2 separate regions of the Macaca mulatta genome follow, and region 1 is linked to region 2. The links are chromatin contacts, called in public Hi-C maps. All regions are on one chromosome and are shown on one strand. The core of a region is the stretch at or near the end of the contact, and the rest is flanking DNA. Distances in the headings are between cores, read along the strand shown.

What was found. Hi-C and Micro-C count contacts between places; a contact is called where the count stands out from the background.
Region 1: a contact with region 2 is called in a Hi-C map of fetal cortical plate, with 1.7 times the contacts expected there. The contact joins two enhancer-like sites. A contact is called at or near these places in 2 of 14 Hi-C or Micro-C datasets (fetal cortical plate and liver).

Annotation. Positions count from the first base shown.
Region 1 is chr6:120,648,421-120,653,058 of T2T-MMU8v2.0, forward strand. No RefSeq gene overlaps it. Among named protein-coding and RNA genes, the nearest start is that of NREP, 94 kb to the left of the region's middle. Within about 2 kb of position 3,006, at least 13 of the 40 cell types and tissues checked have an H3K27ac peak or open chromatin away from gene starts, as enhancers often do. A contact at or near this core is called in fetal cortical plate, where this site is marked.
Region 2 is chr6:120,356,957-120,361,817 of T2T-MMU8v2.0, forward strand. No RefSeq gene overlaps it. Among named protein-coding and RNA genes, the nearest start is that of STARD4, 47 kb to the left of the region's middle. Within about 2 kb of position 1,880, at least 8 of the 40 cell types and tissues checked have an H3K27ac peak or open chromatin away from gene starts, as enhancers often do. A contact at or near this core is called in fetal cortical plate, where this site is marked.

The DNA of each region.
Region 1 (4,638 bases), core at 1,756-4,255, 290 kb after region 2:
GCAAATTTTCCTTAAGAAGGTATCAAGTATTAGTATCTTGAAAGGTTGATATAAGCTGTTACATAAGTTCCAAAAAAGCACAATTTAATATCATATATACTACACACTCACATTTTTAATCTTTCACAAAATTACTAGGAAAACAGGACTAACATGACCAAAGATGTTAGAGAGCGCATGTAATTCTGACATGGAAAGCTATGATCAAGGAGCGGTTTTCTTTACGAAGTAATTCTACCAAAAAAAGAAAAGAAAAGAAACAAAACGAAACCCCATGGGAATAGAAGTAATTTTAAATGTTCAAGACACGTTAAGTGTGCAACTATGACTCTGTATTGCCATTTAGTATGCTTTGTATTATAGGATAAAAAGTACCACCAGCTAGAATATTAAGCTGATACCCAAGACAGTCACAGTCTCCCATAATTCAATATCCCACGATTTTCTGGTTACACCAAAAAAAATAAAAAATAAACAACCAGAAAATAATTCTACCTCTTAAAAAAAGATGACACTTAAAAAAATGGGAAGAGGTGGGATTTCCCCTTTCTTAAAAATGCTTCTAGAACAAGTAAAAACTTGCATTTACAAAATGGTTAATAAAAATATTCCCGTGGATTTACAAGAGGGGAGACAAGAATCACCGATAAACCATGATATATAATATTAACCAAACTTGGCTTCTTTCATTTCACTTCATCAGAGGCTGGACTCTCCTCATTTTTAGTTTCTCTGTTTTCTGCAGGTAAATTTTATTTGGTCTCTTGGTTAGTCAATTCCCTTTGCTCCTTTTACCTTTTTGTTTGCATTTTTTAATCTAAAGATTTATCCTTTACTGCTGCCTTTCTTAGCTTCATTTCTACTTTTGTAGGAGCAGGCTTAGCTCACTGATCTCTTGGGCTCTTCCTTTACTGTTCTTTCAACGGGGCTGACCTTCTCTCGAGCATCTTGGTAGCAAGGAGGGCTGCCTGGATACTGCTAGTCCTCCTGAAACTTTACTTCTTTAAAAAATATTCTGTAGCTCACTTGTCAGTAACTCAAATTTACCTTCTCCTTTGAGTTTTCCTAATTAGTGATATTTTACTACCCTCTGCATCTGTCTGGCTTCACAGTTCCATGAAGTAATACCAAAATCTATATTTTCCTGGATTTGCTCCTTGTTTATCAGATTTCTTTCACTTGCTTAACCATGCCTAAGGCACATTTAATAGCTATTTGTATATAATTTAAGAGAAGTTGATTAGAAACCAAAATTTGTTTATTTCATTCATATCCATTGTTCATTCATTCATGTGTTAATTAAACTAATGTTTCATTATGCATCTACTACATGTCATAAAGTCAATAAAAAAATCTTAGGGGACCAAACACTAACAAAGGTGATGACACACGCCAGAGATTTCTGAGCTGTGAGAAAGACCTAAGCTTCTTCAGTTCCATGAGGTTACTGACACATATTTTAAAATGAAGACATGACACACTTTTTTTTTTTTTTTTTTTTTTTTTTACACACTGTCTTGGTTTGGATTGCTATTACAAAATACCACAGACTGGGCGGTTTAAACAGCAAACGTTTATTTCTGACAGTTCTAGAGACTGGAAATACAAGATCAAGCTGCCGAATGGTTGGGTTCTCTGTGAGGGTCCTCTTCCTGTCATACCCTCTCATGGCCTTTCCTTAGTGAATACACAGAGAGAGAGAAATCTTGAGTCTCTTTCTCTTTTTGTAGGGGAGTAAATCCTACTATGTGGGCTCTACCCTCATGGCCCAATGTAACCCTAATTACTTCCCCAAGGTCTCACTTCCAAATACCATCACATTAGGGGTTTGTGTTTCAACATATTAATTTTGGGAAGACATAAACAGTCCATAGCACATAATATTACATTTAACAAACTAATGTTTTTTATACACACAAATCAATGTGATATAAGTATTATCTCCATGCAGTCATAGTGGGATTTATAAACTATACTAACTCATAATGTCCTGCAAAGCAGTATGCTCCAATAATAGACCCAAGTTTAAAGTTATCTGATAAATGCCATCTGGTCATCCTGTCTCTATTTGTATATCTTTGTTTGGAGACAAGGTCAAATTTCTAAATTTTATGGCTTCTATGAATGTGAGGTCTGGGCCAAATGGCTCCAGTTGTTTACTAGCAAATTAGAATAAATTACACATACAGATACAAGACACACAGTTAACTATATACAAATATAATTCAAAGTTTTTATTCAAATCCATAAGCTAGCCAAAACCACTGGTTGTATCAAGTCTGAAGGGAAACGTACATGTATTCTTTCTAGCTCTTCTGTTCCAAAATATTCCTGGAGGATCTTTGGTGTGGTTCTTGCAACACTGCCAAAGACTCAAGACCAAGCAAGACCTAGGAAAGGCTCTTTCCTCACGTATGCATGACCCTGAATTTCAGTAAAACTCAACTGGTGGGTCCTGAAGGTTTGGTCCTATTCAGATTCCTCCATTGAAGAGAACACTATAAATACTCTAAGCTAATATATGTCTGATTTATGGTCTTTGGTATCAATTTGGTATTGTGTCCAAATACTAGTGACAAGAAGAATACAATTAAAAAGCATTCTTGATTCTTAGTTTGATATAAATTTAAAAGTTAGTAAGTTCTTTCTTTCACATCAGCTATTTTTAGACACAGTTGGCAGGCCATATGGATATATTTCTAGTTCTTTATTTCTAGTAAGGTTTTATTTAAAAAGAAAAACACAGACTAATGCTAAAAGCTTTCAAATTAGTGCAGATTTCAGTGCTAGCCATTTAGATGCTCACAGGATGCTTCTGACACTTTCATATGCCTACATGGAGAAAATTTTTTTCTGTCCCAGTAGCACCTTGGATACACACCTGCCTTTTTAAAATCAGGCATACAAAAGAGAAAGTGCTGATGAATTTGGTGCTGTCTAGACAAGTATACTACAGTGCAGTGTTAGGCCAGTGGTTGCCATGGTAATGCTCAAATAAGCTTTTACAGCTCTGCTAAATAGCGGGTTGTGGATGATTCCTTTGCAATAGACAATTCCTCCCAACCCCCACCCCCCACCGCCTTGAAATAGGAATTGCCAAAAACAATCTGACTAATTCTAAGACATGGAACCATGGCATCCAACAATGTTTCAGGATGTAAGATGAATGCCATGCTTTAATGTTCCTTGTCAAAGTAATTCATTTTCTTTGCCATTTGTCAGCAGAGTTACAAGTCCCTCATTATGTAGCAGAGGAGCCTGAGCCTAAGAAACAGCAGTGAGTGGGCAGGAAATTTAGTGTTTTCACTTGCTTCAATAAATGATAGCTTTGGGGTCTTTTTCTCATTATAGTTACGCCTTTCTTCCTTTGAACTAATAGTTTGGGATCTCATACTCTTCACTGGCCATGGGATAACCTCTGGTGTACAAATTTGGATTTGAGATTACCTCTTTCCTCAATGAGCTGATAGTTTTGTGGGTAACACAGAGAAACTGAGCCCTACAAAGCAGATTTGGATAAGTGGTACATGTGACAAGCAGGGTGCTTCTGAAACACAGAACAAAACTTTATGAACAAAACTCAGTCTTAGAAGGACAGTGAAAGCACCTTGGTAGACACGGTATCCAACCTGAAGGACGATAGGAGGAATCCAAACAAAGTGGTGAAAAGCATACCAAGAAGAGGGAACAGGGGATGCAAATCCTCAGATGCACTAGGGAAAAAATACGATGTTCCAGTCAGCTGAAGAAATTGAGGGAGGTATGCAGAGTGTAATAGGCTGTGTGAGGGAGGAGAGTAAAGAGAGATGAATCTTCAAAGGTAAGCAGGGTTCTACTTATGAGATCGTAGCTATGTTTAAAGTTTGGAACTTTATCTTAAAAGCACTGAGGAACCAATGAAAGCTTTAAGCAGAGGAGTAACACTTTTTAGAAACTTACTTCAAATTGCAGTATGGACAATGAATTGGAAGACAGCAAGATCGGAGGCAGGAAGAAGAGTTACATAGGCTTTTTTAGTAGCCAACAGCTTGTCAAATTCAAGGGTCTTTTTTGAATTATCTTATCCATCTGTAGTGAAGACTGTTAGTGGTCCTTCCATATCATGCTTTCTTTATTATATATAGTAAGAAGTTAAAATTCATCTGGGCACACAGCTGCCCAACTGAAATATACATTTTCTAGATTCCCTTGTAGCTAGCTGTGGCCATGGGATCTAAACTGAAATGATACATACAACTCTTAAGGCAAGCCCTTCCCATTTTCCTTTTCTTTCTTCCTGCAGTCTTGAATAAAAATGTATGCAAGAAGTGAAGGAATTACCTTAGATTATGAGATGGAAGCCCAGTGCCAAGGAAGCAGAGCAGTAAGGCTGAAGGGGCCTGGGATTCTGATGATTTAGGAATCACCATATTAGCCCTGAACCATCTAACACTACCATTTTTATTTCTCAGTTATAGAAGCTAAACTAGTATCCTAATACACTGTCTTTATGTCATGTGACAGTTAATCACTTTCTCCATAAACTCTACTACTTCTTGTTCATAAAAAGTTTCCTGTCTACCTATCTACAGCTTATAATCTATCTATCCATCCATCCATCCATCGATGTCTTCGTCCTTTAGCTACTATTTAGTAGCT
Region 2 (4,861 bases), core at 630-3,129:
TGGTACCTTAAAGTCACTTAGTTTCTTAGTGATACTATCTTGGAATTCCCACCCATTTCCTCAGGAAGTGCTATTAGCAGTACAGGATGCAAAATTTAGTCTAATGAGCAGACAACAATGTGGGTGTTTTAAGCGCAGGCTGTGTCTTGAAAAAACAAATGGACCTGTACTTTTCTTTGACTAAAGGCCCCTCATTGGAAAGCTGCTCCCCGCAGGTGTTGTCATGGTAACACATGGTAAATAATAGATATTAACTGATGGTACCCTTACGTCCCCAGGCTCCTTCCAACTCTCTAAGAATGTTTTCACAATTTTGTATTGTAATTCTGTATTGTTTTTCTTAAATAGGGTCCCAAATTATATACATTTCATGCTGTTCCCACAAAACCTTAGTTCCCCAGGTGTTATTTCTATGACAGCATATCTAACTGCATCCTCTCAGCAGCAGAGCACCTGTCAGTCTCTGCTAGATTGAACATGTCTAGGACAATAGCAATTGTTTCCAAATGTACGCATTTCCACCACCTTTTCTCCCCTGGTTTTTCTTTAAGCAACTATTGTATCAAAGCGAAGGAAGGAAGTGACTAAGAAAAGGAAATTATGCCTAAGTCATTTTAAAAGGGTATTTTTCAAATGACAAAACTTTTTCCCAAGCAGGGGTTTCAGGCTAGGCTAAGGACAGTGTGGATCAAAACACAAATCCTTAAGGAGTTGAATTTCTTCTTTGCCGTGCTCCTACTCCTCTGCATACAAATTGTTCTTTGAGCTTTCCCGTTGTCTTCTCTGCATTCCCAAGCTCACTTAATTCATGGTCTGTCTGCCTCTTTGTCTCCTTTTTTCCTTAGCCCCCAGAGATGTGCCTGCCTACTTTTTGTTTTCACAGCTTCATTTCCATCTCTGGCACGTGAGGGCCTCTGTGCTGGATGCAGATATATTACCTTTGTTTTCCTGGAGTCATCCCACTGCTGCCTGTTTCCGGCAGCTCCCTCCACATTATTTTACTCTGTATCATTGCCCTCAGCCACGAGGGTTAGCAAGGCTAATGGGTAGAGTGAATTTAGCCTGTCTTTTTGTATTAATACATCCCGCCAGGAAAAATCATTTACAATGGCATTTAGGCTTTGCAATGGGAAAACAGGAAAGAATCTCATTCTTTGTGGTCTCAAGCTCATACTGGCAGAGGCTGAGTTGCTATGAAATTTCCAGCTTCAGGCAGAGAAGGGAAAAAGTGTAGGGCACAACTAAAATACAGGAATGCACATGGGTGCACACACACTTAAACATGCATTATGTTTGCCCAGTAATGCATGTGCACTTGGGTGCAAGCCCCAATTCAACCTCTTTCTATGTGTTGGATATATGTATGAGAAGAAGCCCCCCCCCCCTTTTTTCCATTTGACATTCAGTTAAGCTAAAAGCAAAAACAACCATCTGTACTGCCTTTGATAGAGTAGATTGCTAAAAGCTGTTCCCTGTCAGACCTTTTCTTTCAGCCTTGGTGAGGAGACACATCCACATATGACACTTCTGTCATTCACATATGAAACACTCATATTTCAACAAAGTCACAGGTGCTCTATAAAACCATCAGGTTAAATTGTAAATTCTTCACAATAGCTGGCTCCTATGACCTTTGATTGCCATAGCAAAATGGAAAGCATTCACTTCACTTTTAGGTCTTGTGTTTTTGTATGTATGTGTTTTTGTTTGTTTGTTTGTTTGTGCCACTGAGGGCACCAAACATTCTTTCTGATTGTGCTCCACATTCTTCATTACAGTTGCATTTAAACAGCTCATTCTAATTCATTCTGTTGTTCCTGTTCTGTGTGAACTATCTGCTGGCAGTTACCATGCAAACCCCAAATCCTGGGATCCTGCTGCTAGATCACAAGCTGCCATTAGCATATTTTTAATAGCACCTGATTACCCTCCAAAGACCTTCTGCTAGTTGAACTCCATTAGCTTACAGTGTCAAGAGGTTTGATTGAATATTTACAGTGTGGATCAGGGAGAGAATTTGCTGAGCTGCACAGTTAGTCTCCCAGGTTTAGCTTTCCATGAGTGCCAGGTTAGTTCCTTGGGTCCCATTTAAAGAGAAGTTCATGACAATTTTCTGGTACGTGGAGGTATCAGTTCTTGCTTCCTAGAGCTGACTTACTATAATGTGGAACACCAACATGACCCTCAAACTTGCTGAAGACTTCTCTTAGTTTTAATTGAAAGATAAGCAGCTCTCCAATGTTTAGGAACCTGGGCAGGGGTGCTGTTACCATCTTGTGTTTTCTAACTTAAGCTAAACTGAATAAAGGAGGCAATATTAATCAGAAGTCAGATTCTCCTCAAAAAAAAAAAGGTTAGAGAACAGTGAATTAAAAGTATTTGAATAATTAAGAGTTAACATGATAGATTATTTTAAGGTAGACAGTTAAGAGCTTTTGAAATGAAGTTGCCATTTAAAGTCCTGAAGACACTCAGCAACCAGTGAGCTACGTAGATGAATTTCGACACCTAAAGTGAAGACAAGAGAAAAATAAAAAATAAATAAAATGAAGACAAGAGGAGAAGTTTTAAGATGCGATTAAATTTGAATAAAGCAAAACAAGATTAAACAGTGGTTAAAAACAATTTAGTGCAGAGGAACCTTGCAAATTCAAGTGGTTATGGGGATAAGACAGAGAAGGAAAATGAATGAAGTGAGCTGAATAAAAAAGGATGGAAGACAATGGGCACTGATTTTCCACTGCTGTGGAAACACAAATGACATAAGCATTATATCATTCCAGAGAGTGCTGACCCCATCTAAAGGGAGTGTTCTTTCATTTGCTATCAGGAGGGCCCAGTGCTGCCAGATCTTCTCATAGCTGAAGAAAAGTTTGAAATCTCGCTGTACAGTTCAATGGTATTAAATGCATTCATTGTGTTGAGCAACCATCACCATCATCTATCTCCATAAGTCTTTGATCATGTAAAACTGAAACTCTGTGTTTATTTAGCAATAACTCTCCATACTCCTCCTTCTCTAATATGGTTTGGCTCTGTGTACCCACTCAAATCTCATGTTGAATTGTAATCCCCAGTGTTGGGGGAGGGACCTGGTGGAAGGTGATTGGATCATGAAGGTAGATTTCCCTCTTGCTCTTCTTGTGATAGTGAGTGAGTTCTTACGAGATCTGGTTATTTACAAGTGTGTAGCACTTCCCCCTTCGCTCTCTCTCCTGCTGGTCATGTGAAGACATGCCTTGCTTGCCCTTCACCTTCTGCCATGACTGTAAGTTTTCTGAGGCCTCTCAAGCCATGCCTTCTGTACAGCCTGCAGAACTGTAAGTTAATTAAATCTCTTTTCTTTATAAATTAACCAGTCTCAAGTAGTTATTTATAGCAATGTTAGAATGTATTGATACATTCCCATTCCCTAACAACCACTTTTCTACTTTGTCTCAATGATTTTGACTATTCTAAGTTGCTCATGTAAGTGGAATCATACAGTATTTGTCTTTTTGCGATGGGCTTATTTCACTTAGCATAGTGTCTTCAAGTTTCATCTATGTTATAGCATTTGTCAGAATTTCTTTGCTTTTTAAGGCCGTATGTATATACCACTATTTGCTTATCCATTCATACCATTGATGGGCACTTGGATTGCTTCCACATTTTAACTATTGTGAATAAGATTGCTAGGTACAACAAATATCTCTTCAAGATACTGCTTTCAGTTATTCCTTTATTTCTTTTTTTTTTTTTTTTAATTTTCCTTTAAGTTCTGGGATACATATGCAGAATGTGTAGGTTTGTTACATAGTTTTACATATGCCATGGTGGCTTGCTGTACCTATCAACCCATCGTCTAGGTTGTAAGCCCTTCAAGTGTTAGGTATTTGTCCTAATGCTCTCTCTCCCCAGGCCCCAGTGTGTGATGTTCCCCTCCCTGTGTCCATGTGTTCTCATTGTTCGACTCCCACTTATGAGTGAGAACATGCAGTGTTTGGTTTTCTGTTCCTGTGTTAGTTTGCTGAAAATGATGGTTTCCAGCTTCATCCATGTCCCTGCAAAGGACATGAACTTATTCTTTTTAATTGCTGCAGCTGCTTTCAGTTCTTTTGAGCATATACCCAGAAGTAGATTTGCTGGGTCAGATGGTAATTCTATTTTTAATTTTCGAAGAACCACTATACTGTTTTCTATCATGGCTGTAATGTTTTACATTCCCATCAACAGGGCACAAAGCTTCCAATTTCCGTACATCTTTGCCAACTCTTCTTATTTTCTGAAGTTTGTTTTTGTTTTTGGTAGTAGCCACCCTAAAGGGTATGTGGTGGTATCTCATGGTAGTTTTGAATTGCATTTCCTTAATGATTAGTGATGTCAAGCATCTTTTCATGTGCCCATTAGTTGTTTGTATATCCTCTTTGGAGAAATGTCTACTCTAGTCTTTGCTCATTTTTGAATGGGGTTGTTTTTGTTGTTGGAGCTGTAGGAGTTCTCAATATATTTGCTAACCCCATATCGGATGTATGATTTGCAGATTTTTGTCTCCATTCTGTGTGTTACCTTTTTACTCTACTGATAACTTTTGATGCACATTTTTAAAGAATTTTTATGAAGTCTGATTTTGTCTTTTGTGTTTGTGCCTCTGATATTATTAGGTTGGTGAAAAAGTAATTGAGGTTTTTGTCATACTTTTAATGGCCAAAAACCACAATTACTTTTGCACCAACCTAAAATATCTAAGAAATCATTGCCAAATCCAATGCCATGACATTGTCCCCCTACGTTTTCTTCTAAGTGTGTTATTTAGGTCTTACATTTAGGTCTTTGATCTATTTTGAGGATTCTTTTTAACTTTCTTTTAAAAATTAATTTA